Linked DNA regions of Mus musculus: region 1 is linked to region 2. A link is a contact called in public HiChIP or PLAC-seq data. All regions are on one chromosome and are shown on one strand. The core of a region is the stretch at or near the end of the contact, and the rest is flanking DNA. Distances in the headings are between cores, read along the strand shown.

Region 1 (7,206 bases), core at 376-2,875, 250 kb before region 2:
TTAAGTGAACAGGCTTCCTGTACCATATGACCCTGCCCTCACATACGGTGCCACCATAGACCCAAAGGAACAGAGTTAAACCATCCAAGATTTAAACGTCTGGAACCATAAGTCAAGATAAACCTTTCCCCTTTAAAGTTGATTGCCTTAGGTATTTCGTTATGGCAATGAAGAGCTGACTCACGTATTTCACAAGCAGGACTCCGCTCTAGAGTGGTCCTAAAGTTCCTTTTAGTGCATCTAAAATTTAGGCAGGCTTCTTTTTTGACTCCTGGCTCCTGACCTCGGCTTCTTAGCATGCTTACTTCAGAGAATTTCTCCTTAAGACATGTATCTTATAAAATGTAATTTTTGTAAGCCACAAATGCCTTTCTGTGTGGGCTGAGGGACTTCCATTTGAAGTGTGACCATCAAAAAGCAAACAAACAAACAAAAACACGAGGCCTCTCTCTTGGTACCTGTGTGAGGAGCCCAATTTCAGAGAGCATCAACTGGTAAACAGACGGCCATTTGACTTTGACAAAGCTCTCTCTCCAATGTCCTTCATATATGTCCATTAGCTCACCCTTTGTATTAAAAAACTCCTTTACCGTGCTTGCTTCAGCAGCCTGCATACTAGGTATGACTAACTGAGATGACCTAGAGAAGATTAGCATGATCCCTGTGCAAGGATGGCATGTGAATTCTTGAAGTGTTTCATACTGTTTTCGCTAAATCAGCGTAATCCCTACTTTCTAAGTATTTGTTCTTATACTCATAGTTAAGTATAGTGCTTATCCTTCATCAAGGAAACCTCTCTTTGTATCAGATGGAGGCCATTTCCGAAAACCACAGTCAGTCAGAATGCAGAGATGTGGAGCCTATTCCCAATGGACACATCTACAAAACAATTCCCGAATCTCAAGGAACATTTTGGAAGTGGTGTGAGTGTGTGTGTGTGTGTGTGTGAAGATTGTAAAAGCCCAAGGACCAGGGAGTTTGCTGTGAGGTTGTGTCTTCTAGTAACATTAGAAACTTGCATCATTATTGCCTAAATATGAGCAGAACAAGGACTACAATAGATGTGCTGACATGGATGGGGAAAGCCCATGAGGCCTCAACCCCACACAAAGAACTGTAAATAACTAAGGATGCTGAGAGTGGGAGAAATGATCCTACACAGGGAAGAGTACACCAATGCGTTATCCAATGCTGAATGGTCAGCCGTGATAACATACACTTAGGTAACATTATATAGACGGAGCAGGCTATATTTAGGAGTATGTGTATACAGATACATACATGTAGCAATAATTAATGAAAAAGGAGCTCATGAATTTGAAAATCGAGCAATGAGGTATGGGAGGGTCTGGAGGGAAGAAAGTGAAGAGGAAATTATGTAATTATATTATAATCTTAAAAGTAAAAGAACTAATATATTTAAACACACACACACACACACATACACACACACACACACACACACACACCCTCCTTTCCCTTCCCTTTTGTTTTAAGGGAATTGAATTCACTCTTTTCACTTAGACTTGACTCCTTTAGTTGTCTCTCCCTCCCACATAATATTCTTAATAATTCTTTAAGAATTTCACCAATGCATACTTTTGGTTATATTCATTCCACGCCTTTCTCTAACTCCTCCCAATCCACTCCCTCCTGACTCCATGCCTCTCCCCCCTCCCAACTCTGTGCCTACCCCCTCCCTTTAACACACACACACACACACACACACACACACACACACACGACTCATCAAGTCAAGTTTGTGTTGCTCACATACTTATGGGTGTGAGGTCATTTCATGGTTGACCTACCCTTGTCCTTTAAGGTCCATGCCCTTAAAAAGAAAAGCCCTCCTGTTCCTGGTCCAGAATCCATCAACTACCAATAGCTCCTCCCTGGGGTGAATCCATCAACTACCAATAGCTCCTCCCTGGGGTGGGGATTGCTGAGTCCCTCTCCTCTCCTTGCTGCTGTCTGGATGTTGTGCAGGCAGCCATAGCTGCTCATAGTTCATGAGTACAGTGGTCCTGCCACATCCAGAAGACCACAGTTTCAGTGCCGCCTTCCTGACCTTTGTCTCTGGCAGTCTTTCTGTTCCTGCTTCCTTGATGGTCTCTGGCCCTTGAGTGAGGGGCGTGATGAAGACGTCTTATTATTGGCAGGGCACTTCACATATACTGACTTTCCATCCTTTGGCCTGTTGTGGGTTCCTGTGTTAACTGAAGGCAGCAATCTTTTTTTTTTTTTTGGTTTTTTGAGACAGGGTTTCTCTGTATAGCCCTGGCTGTCCTGGAACTCACCTTGTAGACCAGGCTGGCCTCGAACTCAGAGATCCACCTGCCTCTGCCTCCCTAGTGCTGGGATTAAAGGCGTGTGCCACCACGCCCGGCTGGCAGCAATCTTTGATCATGTGTTTGTTTAACTCTACCTGGTGCAGTCTTTCTTTGACATATGGAAACTTGTGTAAGTAAAATATTATTTTACTTAACCTGATTCCCCAGTGAGTTTGAAAAGCCAATAGCCCAGAACACAAGATGACCTTGTCATGGTGCACTGCTATTTTGAGTCATTACTGGGGTCTTGTCATAGAAAATATTTTTTCATACTTTAATTACATGTAATAATTCTAAAAACAAACTGCTTTTCATATTTTCCTTGTCAAGAGGTCTACTATATACCCCAATCATACCCACATAATGTAATATACAGAAAGTGCATACACACACACACACACACATATGGCACTTTATAAACATTGCTTCATTAATTTTTATAGCATTTCTGTGTTAGGTACAATGATTTATTTCATAAATAAGGAAGTTGAGACTCAGAGAGGTTGAGTAAGCAGTATACAGGTCACACAGCTTGTACAGGTCAGACGTATGATACAACCCAATCAGCCATTCCTCACAATGCGCACATCATCCTTGAGCTATCTTGCTAGGATTCTGCCCCCAAGTCTGTATTTCCAAAGGAGCCAAGAACAAGCTTGCCACGTTTTATCTGTATGCTACCTTCCAGAGGTACCGTAGAAAGTCTCGCTACTGTGTACAGGGTTTCGTCTCAAAGCCATCTGCTCCCTCCCCATTTCCTCTGTGTTTGTCACCTGTCATTCTGCTTTGTGACAGGGTTCCTGGAGCTGAGCAACCAGGCTCATCTGGGTTCAGGATTGCTCAGCCAGGGACGTCTGGGGATCTCCCATGGCGCGTCCAGCACTTCCTCAGTGGAACTCGAAGACAGAGTGCTTTCCTGTTTGACTCATGTGCAAGAGGAAATTCCGGCATTTTCTCAACCACCTGTTCTTTGCAGCGTTGGGCGATGAATGCAACCCAAATAATACACCATTGTATCATCCGTTGTGAGCTGATGACATCATAAGGCACAATAACAAGAACACCAGAACCTCAAAGTCTTCCCAGCAACAGACCAGTCCCTATTAAAATGCCTGTCTTTTTAGCTTCCAAGTGTTTGTTTTTCCTTGAAAGTAAAGGGTTCTTTCCGGTGCTGACCTCAGTCAATTTATCTGTCTATCCCTTAAAAATCATAGGTAAACTTTCAGGACCACCAGCTGTGGAAAAAAAAAAGTCATCTTGGGTATCACTCATGGCTCCATGCATCTGGGAGTCCAACGAGTCGTGCTTTACGACAGAGGCCACCCTCTTTCTCATGCTTTACGACAGAGCCCACCCTCTTTCTCATGCTTTACGACAGAGCCCACCCTCTTTTTCATGGAACGCCCCCAGGTTTTAATCTGTTAACTCAGGAAACGGTCTGTGGGGTTGTGAACCTGGATCATCTGAATTCAGGGAATCAACTGTGAGGTTGCCGACATGGGCTACAGCTGGCATTTCTCTTTTTGCCCTGCTGGGGTGATTGCAACTAGCTAGTTAGGCTTCCAATACATACAACTTTTGACTTGGGTAAATGCCCGTACATTATTTGTTTTTTTACTTCTATGGTTTCTGTCATTCCTGGATACTTGCCAGATGGTGCGGTGTTTTATATACATCAACAGATGCTGTCCAAAACAAGGAAGGTTAAGTAATTAAAAGATATATTATTTTTCAATGGGTGGCTTATGGAAAACTTAGAAGAAAAAAAACTTACCCACAATCCCACTGACCTAGAATAAACTTGCTTCTTTTCCCTTTCATCCTCCTTCCATTCCCTCCCTGACTTTTCACTCTTTATTCCAAAGTTGTGTTGTTTTCAAGAAAAACAAACAAACCGTGGACCTTGCCAAGAAGGAATTTACAACCTTAAGGGCAACACAAATGTAAAAATTAGGAAAAAAGAATATTAAAAAAACAAACAAACAAACAAACAAACCAGGTAGCATATGGAATGATGATGAGAATAGAATTTTGATTATCCTTTTATTTTAGAAATGCATTCCCAGGAACACAACTGAGACGCATTTGGCCTGGATTGTCATTTGGCCTTGGTTCTCACTTGCTGCACATCAATAGGCAAGTAAGCTTATTCTCATCTATGACCTAGGGAACATAGGCTGTATAAATAAGATAATACACCCCACGTGTTTAATATAGACCATGTTGCATAAGCCCCTAAGAAATATTAAGATCATTCCTTGTAGCATAAGGTTGTCAAGAGACCAACTAACTGCAGGGTTGAGATTGCTTTGTATCTCTCAGGGCTGTCTTCTTCTTGCTTGTGAGACCCAGTCATTAAAAATGACCCGAGTTTAAAAAATGCACCAGCTTCCTATTTGAATTGCTTTAAGATATATCCATGGGGATTTATCAATGAAGGTGTTTGCCAAGTGCTTCTGGGATGTCCTGGTCTTTTGATGAGGAAGTTACAATGGATTCCTTCAGAGTGGCAGACTCTTATTTTTAATGAAGATTGCTATTAACGGTTTTCATCATCAAGATGGCAAAACCAGAAACTAGCATGTAGTTTTTTTTACTTTAGAAAACAACTGGTTGATTACAAACTAGACCTTCGGCACTCCTCAGAGCTGACTCTGTGACACCTGCCAATGGGAAGGCAGAGAAAATCTGCATATGTATTTGTGAAGAACTCAAAACCTTTAAATCTGGTATTCAGTGTGTGTTGCACAAGATTACAAGTTTTGTTTTTGTTTTTGTTTTTATTTTTGAGGAAAGATCTCCCTGTGTAGCCCTGGCTGTCCTGGAACTCACTACATAGATCAGACTGGCCTTGAACTCTGTGATCCACCTGCTTCTGCCTCCTGAGTGCTAGTATTAAAGGCACTTGTCACCATGCTGAGCGTAGAATAATTTGTTAAGGAATATATTTTACGAGCTACTTTTATTTTTATATTACAAAATCAAATGATGTTTATTTTAGAAAAAAATAGCAGAAATAGAAGATAACAGAAAAAACTTAACATTTGATTTACTTCTCAGTTTTAAAAATATAGTATTTTAAAACACATATTAGTAGAATTTCTTTCTTCCTCTCTCTTTCTTTCTTTCTTTCTTTCTTTCTTTCTTTCTTTCTTTCTTTCTTTCTTTCTTAAATTTCAGTGCTGGAGATTGAATCAAATGCACATGTGTCTGTCTTAGTTAGGGTTTTACTGCTGTGAACAGACACCATGACCAAGGCAACTCTTTTAAGGACAACTATTTTTTTTTGCCTTTTTTTTCTTTTTCTTTTTTAATTAGGTATTTTCCTCATTTACATTTCCAATGCTATCCAAAAAGTCCCCCATACCCACCCCCCCCAATCCCCTACTCACCCACTCCCCCTTTTTGGCCCTGGCGTTCCCCTGTACTGGAGCATATAAAGTTTGCAAGTCCAAAGGGCCTCTCTTTCCAGTGATGGCTGACTAGGCCATCTTTTGATACATATGTAGCTAGAGACAAGAGCTCCAGGGTACTGGTTAGTTCATAATGTTGTTCCACCTATAGGGTTGCAGTTCCCTTTAGCTCCTTGGGTACTTTCTCTAGCTTAAGGACAACTTTTAATTGGGGCTGCCTTACAGGTTCAGAGGTTCAGTTCATTATCATCAAGGCAGGGACATGGCAGCATCCAGGCAGGCATGGTGTAGGAGGAGCTGAGAGTTCTACATCTTCATCTGAAGGCTGCCAGCAGAATACTGGCTCTCAGACATCTGGGACAAGGGTCTTACAGCCCATACTCACAAGGCCACACCTCCAAACAATGCCACTGTCTGGGCCAAGCTTATACAAACTATTACAACATGCTAAGCAAGTGCTCTATCTAGGAGTTGTTTTCCTGTCCTTTTTAAGTTTTATTTTGCAACAAGGTCTCACTAGTTTGCCCAGGCTGGCCTCCAACTTCCTTGGTCTATCTCATTTATCATCCTCCGACTTCTGCCTCTTGATTGCAGGCCTGCACCATCGGTGGCCTTCATAGATTTAATATGGGTATTTAAAAAATTCCAAATTCTTAAAGAATCATTAAATCAGCTTTGCTTTGGTGGGTTGGTGAGTTATGTTGCAGGAGGATAAGGGTTAGATACTCAGTCTTGTTTACCCGAGTTCTAGCAAGAAGGAAGCTTGTCATTCACTGTGATCTGGAAATTAATATTAACCGCATCAGCTGAGAACATCTTAGAAGAAAATTTTATCCCTTCTCCCGACCAAATGAATCCTAACTGCATTTTTAAAAATGATTTTTGGGTGGTTTATGTTCACATTAAGTTTTAAATAAACACCATCATTGGAAAAATTTGGCAAAGCATCTTTTCTCTAACAATTGTTAAAGGTCTGATTAGTCTCCACTTCTGGATAACATCCTCTCCTTCCAGACAATCACTGGCTTCCTGGATCCTGACTACTGCAGAGGCTTTGTTGAAACAGAGCTGATTGGAGATCCCCTAAACAGCCTGCCAGAGAAGGTGACAGGTGCCAAGTCAGGAGATAGATGACTATTGGGCACATCACTCTGTCAATAACTTTGTCAGTCTGAAGTCTGCACTTAAGCCTGTGTGTCTATGCATGTTTGCATATGCATTCATGTTTGTGTGTGTACGCATGGATACGTGCAGGTCTGAGACAGCCTTGAGTACCTGTCTGAGCCTGGCCTTTTTCTTCGTGGAAGACTCTCACTGGATTGGAACTTGCCATCAAGTTTAGTTTGGCTGGCAAGACCTTTGGATTCTCCTATCTTAGTTTCCCTCCCTAGCATCAGGATTACAAGCGAGTGCTGCCATGCCTGGCTTCTTATACTGGTTTTGGGGATCAAATGTAGGTC
Region 2 (7,299 bases), core at 2,609-5,108:
AGCAAATATAAGCCCACAGTGATCCTCAAAATACTGATACTCAAGTATGCTTAAGTTTCCAAATTACGCTTTTGCATTGTTCGTCTTACTGTTCCTGCTACAAATTACATCTCAGGGGTTGCTGGCTAAGGAACGAATGCATCTGCATTCTTTGAGGTAGAAAATTTGCATTCACCTTTTTAAGACTATAAACAAGTAATGAGCTTTCTATGGACTATTTCAAGATTATACACAATTTAGACTAACATGTTTAAATTCCCTTTTCAATCAATCCAGCAGGCAGACAAACAGAGTAAGGTAGGTTAGATTAAGCAAACACCTGAACAAATGTGTCATCTGGTGCACAGGCCAGTTCTTGTATGTCTCAGTTTTTATTGTTGCTGCTGTTACTGTGATCATCAAAACTGAGTGTGATCACTATAAGAAAGTAAACTGATTATGTTTACAGTATCAAGTACCACTTAGTAGCTATAATCATTATTGCTCAAATGATAAAGGTGCTAAGTTGTCTTTGAATAGATAGCAATGGCCAATAAAAAGAATGTAAAAGTATAAACTTTTTATCTACTCATTTTTCCCTTAGTTTTGCAGAACATCAGAGCCTCTTTGCCTTTTAGAAAGCCTGCTTCTGCTCTGATACATTGATGAATGCTTATTAATGTAAGCAAGGAGGCCACCTCCTCGGTCAGTTTCTAGGTTCCTAGGCTTGCTAACTTCAGAACAGGAAGGAAGTAGTCGCAATCTACAGTCTGAAAAGTTTTCTAGTTTTTCTTTGAACAAAAGGTCAGATTCATCCTTGGCTTGCTGGCAGACAATGTTAGACATATTCACACCAATGAAGAACATGGTTCACAAATGCCTTCCAATATGTTCATGTCGTGTGTGTGTGTGTATGTGTGTGTGTGTGTGTGTGTTAAGATAATAATTAGCTGGAAACAGGCAAGTCAAAAGCATCCTTATATAACAAATATCTTCCATGAATATTTTCACACACATACAAAAACAAAACAAAACAACTCTTAGTCAGCAACACAGAAGAGTAAGACCAAAGCCATGCATTGGTTGGGTTGTAAAAGCTGATTACATGGGAAATCCAAGACAAGAAAGGTTGGTTGTTATATGGTTCTCTTTAAGACAGGTTTTAAAAGAATAGGCTGTCTTAGGGTGTATTATTAACTCAGCTGTGAGATTCAGAAAAGGTTTCAGTCTCTGGAGATATAAATGATATTTTCATAGTAATGTGTCTCTACAAGGTAACACTCCCGAGTCAGATTGGAGCAACTTACTCTAGTGGTCAGCAGTGAGGGAGACTGACTCCTGTCAACCATATATGGCACATTTCAAAGCAAGCAGAAAAGTCCCAATGGGTAGAAATGACACATTTGAAGAAGTGAAAATCTTTATTACTCTGATTAGGCCATTGCACTGTAAGTGTATTGGATTATCGTGCTGATCATAAACATGTTATAAATATGTATGAACTGAAAATGTTTTGAAAAGAGTGTACATCACGAGTGTTTTAGTTCAATCAACATGCTGGAAATGCTAACGTAGGTGATTTCTCAAAGACTGGATCTGTTTATATGCCGTTAGGGTCCCCAAACACTATAAAATTATTCCTATTTTAGTAGCAGTGGATGAAGGGGCTTACTGAGACTTGTGTTAAAACTTAACCTTACCACTTATCTTCCTCCTTGAAATGTGGTGTCATTCAGTTGTATTTGGACAGTTAATTAAGTTAATGCTATGTTTCTTCTGCTATCTTTTGCTATGTCTAATTTTCAGTGAAGTTGGTATGAAATATATATAGTTTCTTCTAGAAGATCATACTCATCTCAATGGGGAAAAAGTAGGAATGAAAGGAAACAAGATCCTCTTATGTCTGAGGATTCAAATGGTGGTAATTACAAAAGACAACTAAGAGTATTGTAAGTCTTGGTGAGGTTTTTTTGCTTTTATGGTTTTGTTGTTGTTTGTTTGTTGCCTAATATTAGAAGAAAGGGTAGAGGAAGGGAAAGGAATAATTAAATCTGTAGACTATTTATTTTTAATTTAATTTACTTTTAGTTTTTTACATATTCACTTTACATCCCACTCACTGTCCCCTTCCTGATCACCCCATCCCACAATCCTTCCATCATATTCACCTCCCCTTCTCCTCTGAGCAAGTGGGAACCCCTCTGGGTATCCTCCCAACCTGGCCTTTCAATTCTTTTCGAGGTGAGGTGCTTCCTCTCCCATTGAGGGCAGGCATTTTATTTGTTTAATGTTTCATAGTTCAATAAAAATACAGGCAGAAATGAAGAATAACTAAGTGCTCCCCAGATTATGCACAGACAGGCTGCTAGGAATTTTAATACACTGTAGCCTCCATCTGACACACTTTCCCCTCTATCCTCTCTACAAATAAACACCCAAGAATTGGACAAGTTAAAGTCTTGACCATTAGAAAGATGTTGAGGTTAAAAATCATAGATATTCTCTCCAAGTCATGCTGTATACATAGCTTTCTGATTTATTTCATGGAACACATATCACAGCACTGCTTTGGAGTTCCCTGAATAAAACCTGATAGTTCAGACTGTAAAGTAAACAACAAAATCCATCCCCTCTTTATCACTGAATACTCCTGGAGATAAAAATTCTTTTTAGAAATTAGGACATCTGTTACCTTAAAGGCTATATTTTAGAAATGAGCGCGTGCGCATGTGTGTGTGTGTGTGTGTGTGTGTACATATTGTAGGGCTCAAAGGAAAAAAATGGCAAATGATATAAAGAACTTCACGTTAAGAGAGTTAATATTTTACCACTCTTGCTATCTCTCTTTATTACTTCTTTTTCTCTTGAGTGTTTCAAAGCTAATACCAGGAATTTTATCATTTTGGAACACACACCTCTAGTCAAAAAAGTTTTTTTTTTATTTCATAACTATGCCATTACTCAGCCTGATGAAAATTGAAAATATTCCTTCATGCTCTCTGATATTGAATATCCTCCATTAGCGTCCTGGTTTGGACTCTGACCCACCCGATTCATTTTAACCCAGTTAAGACACTGGTCTCTCATTAGTGGATTTACAAGGGGGACAGTGAACTATTCCTTCTTCATTTCAAAGCATCACTTATACCTTCATTTCCAATGTTCTCTCATTTTTCAAACTTGAATCCAGTTGCCATAGGGAAATGAGATCAATAAGTGAGAGTCATGCTAAGTTATTTTTCTGGTAAGAGATATTAACTCAAAATTTTAGAGTTCCTTCTGATTAGAGCCACATTCCTCCTCCGCCCTTGGGGAACTAGAGAAAAAGAGTGAGCCCAGTTGCCCGGTATAAAGCAGAGCTCCCTCCTGGGAAGCAAGGAGTTTTCTGTTCATGAGACTGGCATGGTTGTGTATATTTTCAAATATCTATAGTAGCATCAGCTGTAGTGGGCCACCAGTTTCTGCATTTAGTGGACTCTTATTTAGTGCTCATTGTGTGCCAAGTATATTAATAACAAGAGCACAGGGCATAAGGCAAAATGTATGATAGGGAAATTGCAATAAAGTACAGTAGGTCTCAATAGCAAATTACCTCTCTATCGGGATGATATTGGTCAAAGGGGCATTTAGCTTGGACTTTAAATGACTTGTAAACTTTGAATAATAGGAGAGGAAAGTGGTCCGTGGTAGAAGAGGGTGTAAGCAAAGGCAGGTGAGAAGGGAGGTCAAAGCACTGCAGGTGAGTGGTGACAGCCAGGAGAACATGGCACTCTCTTTAGGCCAAACACCACATAATGTCGTGACTAGCCATGCTGTGCAGCTAGGTGTAGCTATATAATAACCCAGTAAACAGAGATTCCGGTAACTCCTATCAGTTGCTGCTGCTGGGAACTATTAGTCATCCAACATACTTTGGATGTCAAGACAATGATTGTTAATGAGTGACCAAGCAAGAAAGCTGATGACTGTTCAAGACATCCAGTGCAAAGAGATGTAATAATTAATCCATTATTTTACCTCCATGTGGTTGGGAATTTCTCAACTACCTCAGAAAGGTTCGGAAGGTCAAATTCTATTCAGTAAAGGTTTTTGTGTGAGACTAGGTCTTCCTCTTTGAACGGCTTATTCATTATTCTCATGTAATGTTTTGCTTGTTTTCTTAATTTTTCAAATTTTAAGCTATGTTGATAACATATTAAAATTTGTATTGATTCTGAAACAAGGCTTGTAACAGATGCCATTTAATGACTATAGATCAGATTAAAATAGTTGACAGCGTTATTGCTTAGAGTTTGTTGTTCTGCATTTAGCATTGACCTACAGAAAAAGAGTTGTTCAGCATCCAAAACTAGAGCATGTCTTACAGTTTTGGGCAAAAGTGTCTTCTGTCATTCTCAACATGACCTAGAAATGCAGTTTCAGCTGACAGCGCTCCATGTGTTGATTTAGTGCTGGGCAATGTATCAGGTAGATGGTAATTACATGACATAATCCTCGTAACTATTGTCTGACAGAAATAAACACAATTGTCTTCATTGTAGAGGTAAGGGAACCAGAGCTTAGGAAGGGTTAGTAATTTATGCTGGATCACATAGGAGAAGCTGCAGAGCTGGTTTTGAAGCTCGTCTCTCTGTTGTGACAGGGCACAGAGCATCTGTGCATGACGGGGGCTCACACGTTGAAACAAGAAGCTGGTGGAAAGAGAATAATCTGATGGGTCTCTTCCCCTGTCTGCCTCTCCCAGACCCCACCCTTTTCCTCATTTCTGGCTCTTTAATTCTTCAAGCCTCTGTCTCTTTGTTCTCTTGACTGAATTTTCTGGTTGATTACTATTAACTGACTTTACTGGCTTATCTTTAGGGTGTTAGACCTTTCTCACAGGGGAATTAGGAAGACAAATAGCAAGAAATCAATGAAGGAATATAGACTATGTCATCACATTGTAAATTCTGGGTTTGCATTGCCCTAGAAGCATAAAGAAGGCAGGGGAAGGTCTGAAGTCTAGGAGACAATACTGCGCTAGAGTTGTGTCCTCAAAGAAGAAAACCCATCCATGCAGGTGAGGTGTAGGAAGGGCTCTTTAGGTGGGTGTGTTTATATTTAGACACCGAAAAGTACTGCAGACTGCTGGCCAGTGGAGAGCTTTCTGATAGTTCTGGGAGATAGAGTTGGAGAGAAAGGCAGGGGCCAGAGCTGAAGCACAGTGTGCTAAGTTAAAATCCTATTGTCAGCTAGAGGAATTCATTACAAGGCTGTAAGCTAGAGAAATGTCTAGTTTTCTGTTGTGGAGATCACATTCCATGCAATTGTTTTTCACATGACCAACTTCTATGACTGGAAAAAGAAACTCTGAGGTTGTACCAAGATCTTCCTTAGTGAAAGAATTTGGTGTTCTTATCCTAACTCGTGGTCTCAGAAGTTCTGCTTAGCTGGGAAAGAGGCAGCTTTTGTGCACTGATCCTCAAGAAAAGGTGTTTTATACACACACACACACACACACACACACACACACACACACACACACACACAACACACACACACACACACACACACACACACACACACACACACAGGCCCTACTTCCTTTCAGAGTTTCTCTTTCCATGTCCTCATGTCCTCCAAGGTTCAGAGCAACTATATTACCAATAATAACATTCTAGGAAGCTTTGTTCTGCAGTTACTTCTGAAGGCTGGGGGAAATTCAGTGAATTTTTCTGCAGAGAACAAACCCACAGAGAAAACTGAGTAGGAGAAGCAGTAGGTGGCACCAGAAGTTTCAAAGATCAGACAATAAAAGAACTGTAGGCTTCTTAATGTGGATAAGCTTTGCATACTCATCATTCAAAAAGTGTTGTTAAATTGCATCCTTCAGCATATTTTGACCTGTATGTGTGCATGTATATGTTTGTGTGTATAACTGTGTGTGTATGTATGTGTACATGGTTGTGGAGACCATAGGCCATCCTCCAATGCCATTCCTCATGAGAGGCACTGTGTTCCTGTGATAGGGCTAGGGTTCTCATTGGTATGGGTCCACTGACTGGGTTGGCTTTTCTGGCTAGCCAGTTCCAGGTACCCACTTGTCTCTGCTTTCCCGTTTCTGCTGCCTTGAATAACTTTTAAATGGGTTCTGGGATTAAACTCAGGTCCCTGTACCAAGCACTTTACGGACTGAGCTTATCCTTTTTTTTTTTTAAATATTGACAGCTATGTTTTCTCACTTAACTGTTTAAGAAAGTACAAGTAGAACTTCTGCTGTGCTGCACATACTAGAAATTTTATGCTGAAACGAGAACATTACTCTTTTATCTGTATATTTAACAATCTGATAGCATCCAATATACAAGTAGGCAACTGGCCTCTGACAATTCAATCAAGCATAGTATACCATCACATACTGTAGCATACTATAACACAGTGTACTGTAACATAGGTACCCTTGCAATCTGACACCATCCAAATACAACCAGACAACTGGCCTATGGCACTCCAATAAAGCATAGTAAAATTAAATGATAGTGGATCCAGCGATCCTAAAAGCAAAATGATTGGTAGGAATGTTAAGTAGCAAACTTGCCTCACTTCAAATTTTGCCGCAATGCTGATACTAGTTAGGCAAATATTTATTGTCAAAGCCGTTCCAACTTACTTTCCCCCAACTTTTTCTGGGGCTCAGAAAAATATACCTCAGCTATTAATGGTGCCTGATGACTGAGGTCAATCCTGGGGATTCACTCGGTGAGAAAACGCATTCCTGTAATCTCTGACTTTTGCAGGCATGCAGGCACACACACATGCATACACGAAAAAAAGAATACAAATAAAACATTAAAAATATATATTAAGTGCTATATTCTTATACACAGACATTCTTTGCATAGCTATATTTTTATTTACCACAACCATTTTACTCTCTGGAAATTTTCTTCTTTACTTGTACATATGGTGTATGCATATATATGTAAATTCCTCCTCTGGTCTTTCATGCTGGGACAGCTTATATGAACAATTTTCTCAGGACCACAACATCTCAGAGAAGTCCGTTATAGGAATAATCCTAAACCAGGTGGTGGTGGAAGCAGCAAATGCCTTTAATTCCAGCTTGTGAGCTGGAGGCAGAGACAGGCAGATCTCCGTGAATTCTAGGCTAGCCTGGTCTATGGAGTGAGTTCCAGACACACGAAGAAGCCCTGTCTCCAAAAACCAAAAGAGGAATCATCATTATTATCATCACCATCACCACCACCAGCACTACCATCATCATCATCCATATGTCTGGTTCTCTTATTTTAACTAGTGGATGGAATCAAGACTTGTAAT

The links. HiChIP or PLAC-seq counts read pairs in DNA pulled down with a chosen protein or histone mark.
Region 1: a contact with region 2 is called in an H3K27ac HiChIP or PLAC-seq map of embryonic fibroblasts, with 10 read pairs. The contact joins two enhancer-like sites. A contact is called at or near these places in 17 of 39 promoter capture datasets (the 3T3-L1 cell line, 3T3-L1-derived adipocytes, the C10 cell line and 10 more), 3 of 484 Hi-C or Micro-C datasets (bone marrow-derived macrophages, embryonic fibroblasts and liver) and 4 of 115 datasets of contacts at active chromatin or transcription factors (CD8 T cells, effector CD8 T cells, embryonic fibroblasts and 1 more).

The regions. Positions count from the first base shown.
Region 1 is chr16:55,772,545-55,779,750 of GRCm38.p6, reverse strand. It overlaps the pseudogene Gm26369. Among named protein-coding and RNA genes, the nearest start is that of Nfkbiz, 46 kb to the left of the region's middle. Within about 2 kb of position 1,625, at least 18 of the 459 cell types and tissues checked have an H3K27ac peak or open chromatin away from gene starts, as enhancers often do. A contact at or near this core is called in embryonic fibroblasts and pancreatic cancer cells, where this site is marked.
Region 2 is chr16:55,529,465-55,536,763 of GRCm38.p6, reverse strand. All of the region lies in intron 1 of Gm45968 (a long non-coding RNA gene), which reads left to right. Among named protein-coding and RNA genes, the nearest start is that of Mir5118, 38 kb to the right of the region's middle. Within about 2 kb of position 3,858, at least 46 of the 459 cell types and tissues checked have an H3K27ac peak or open chromatin away from gene starts, as enhancers often do. A contact at or near this core is called in embryonic fibroblasts and pancreatic cancer cells, where this site is marked.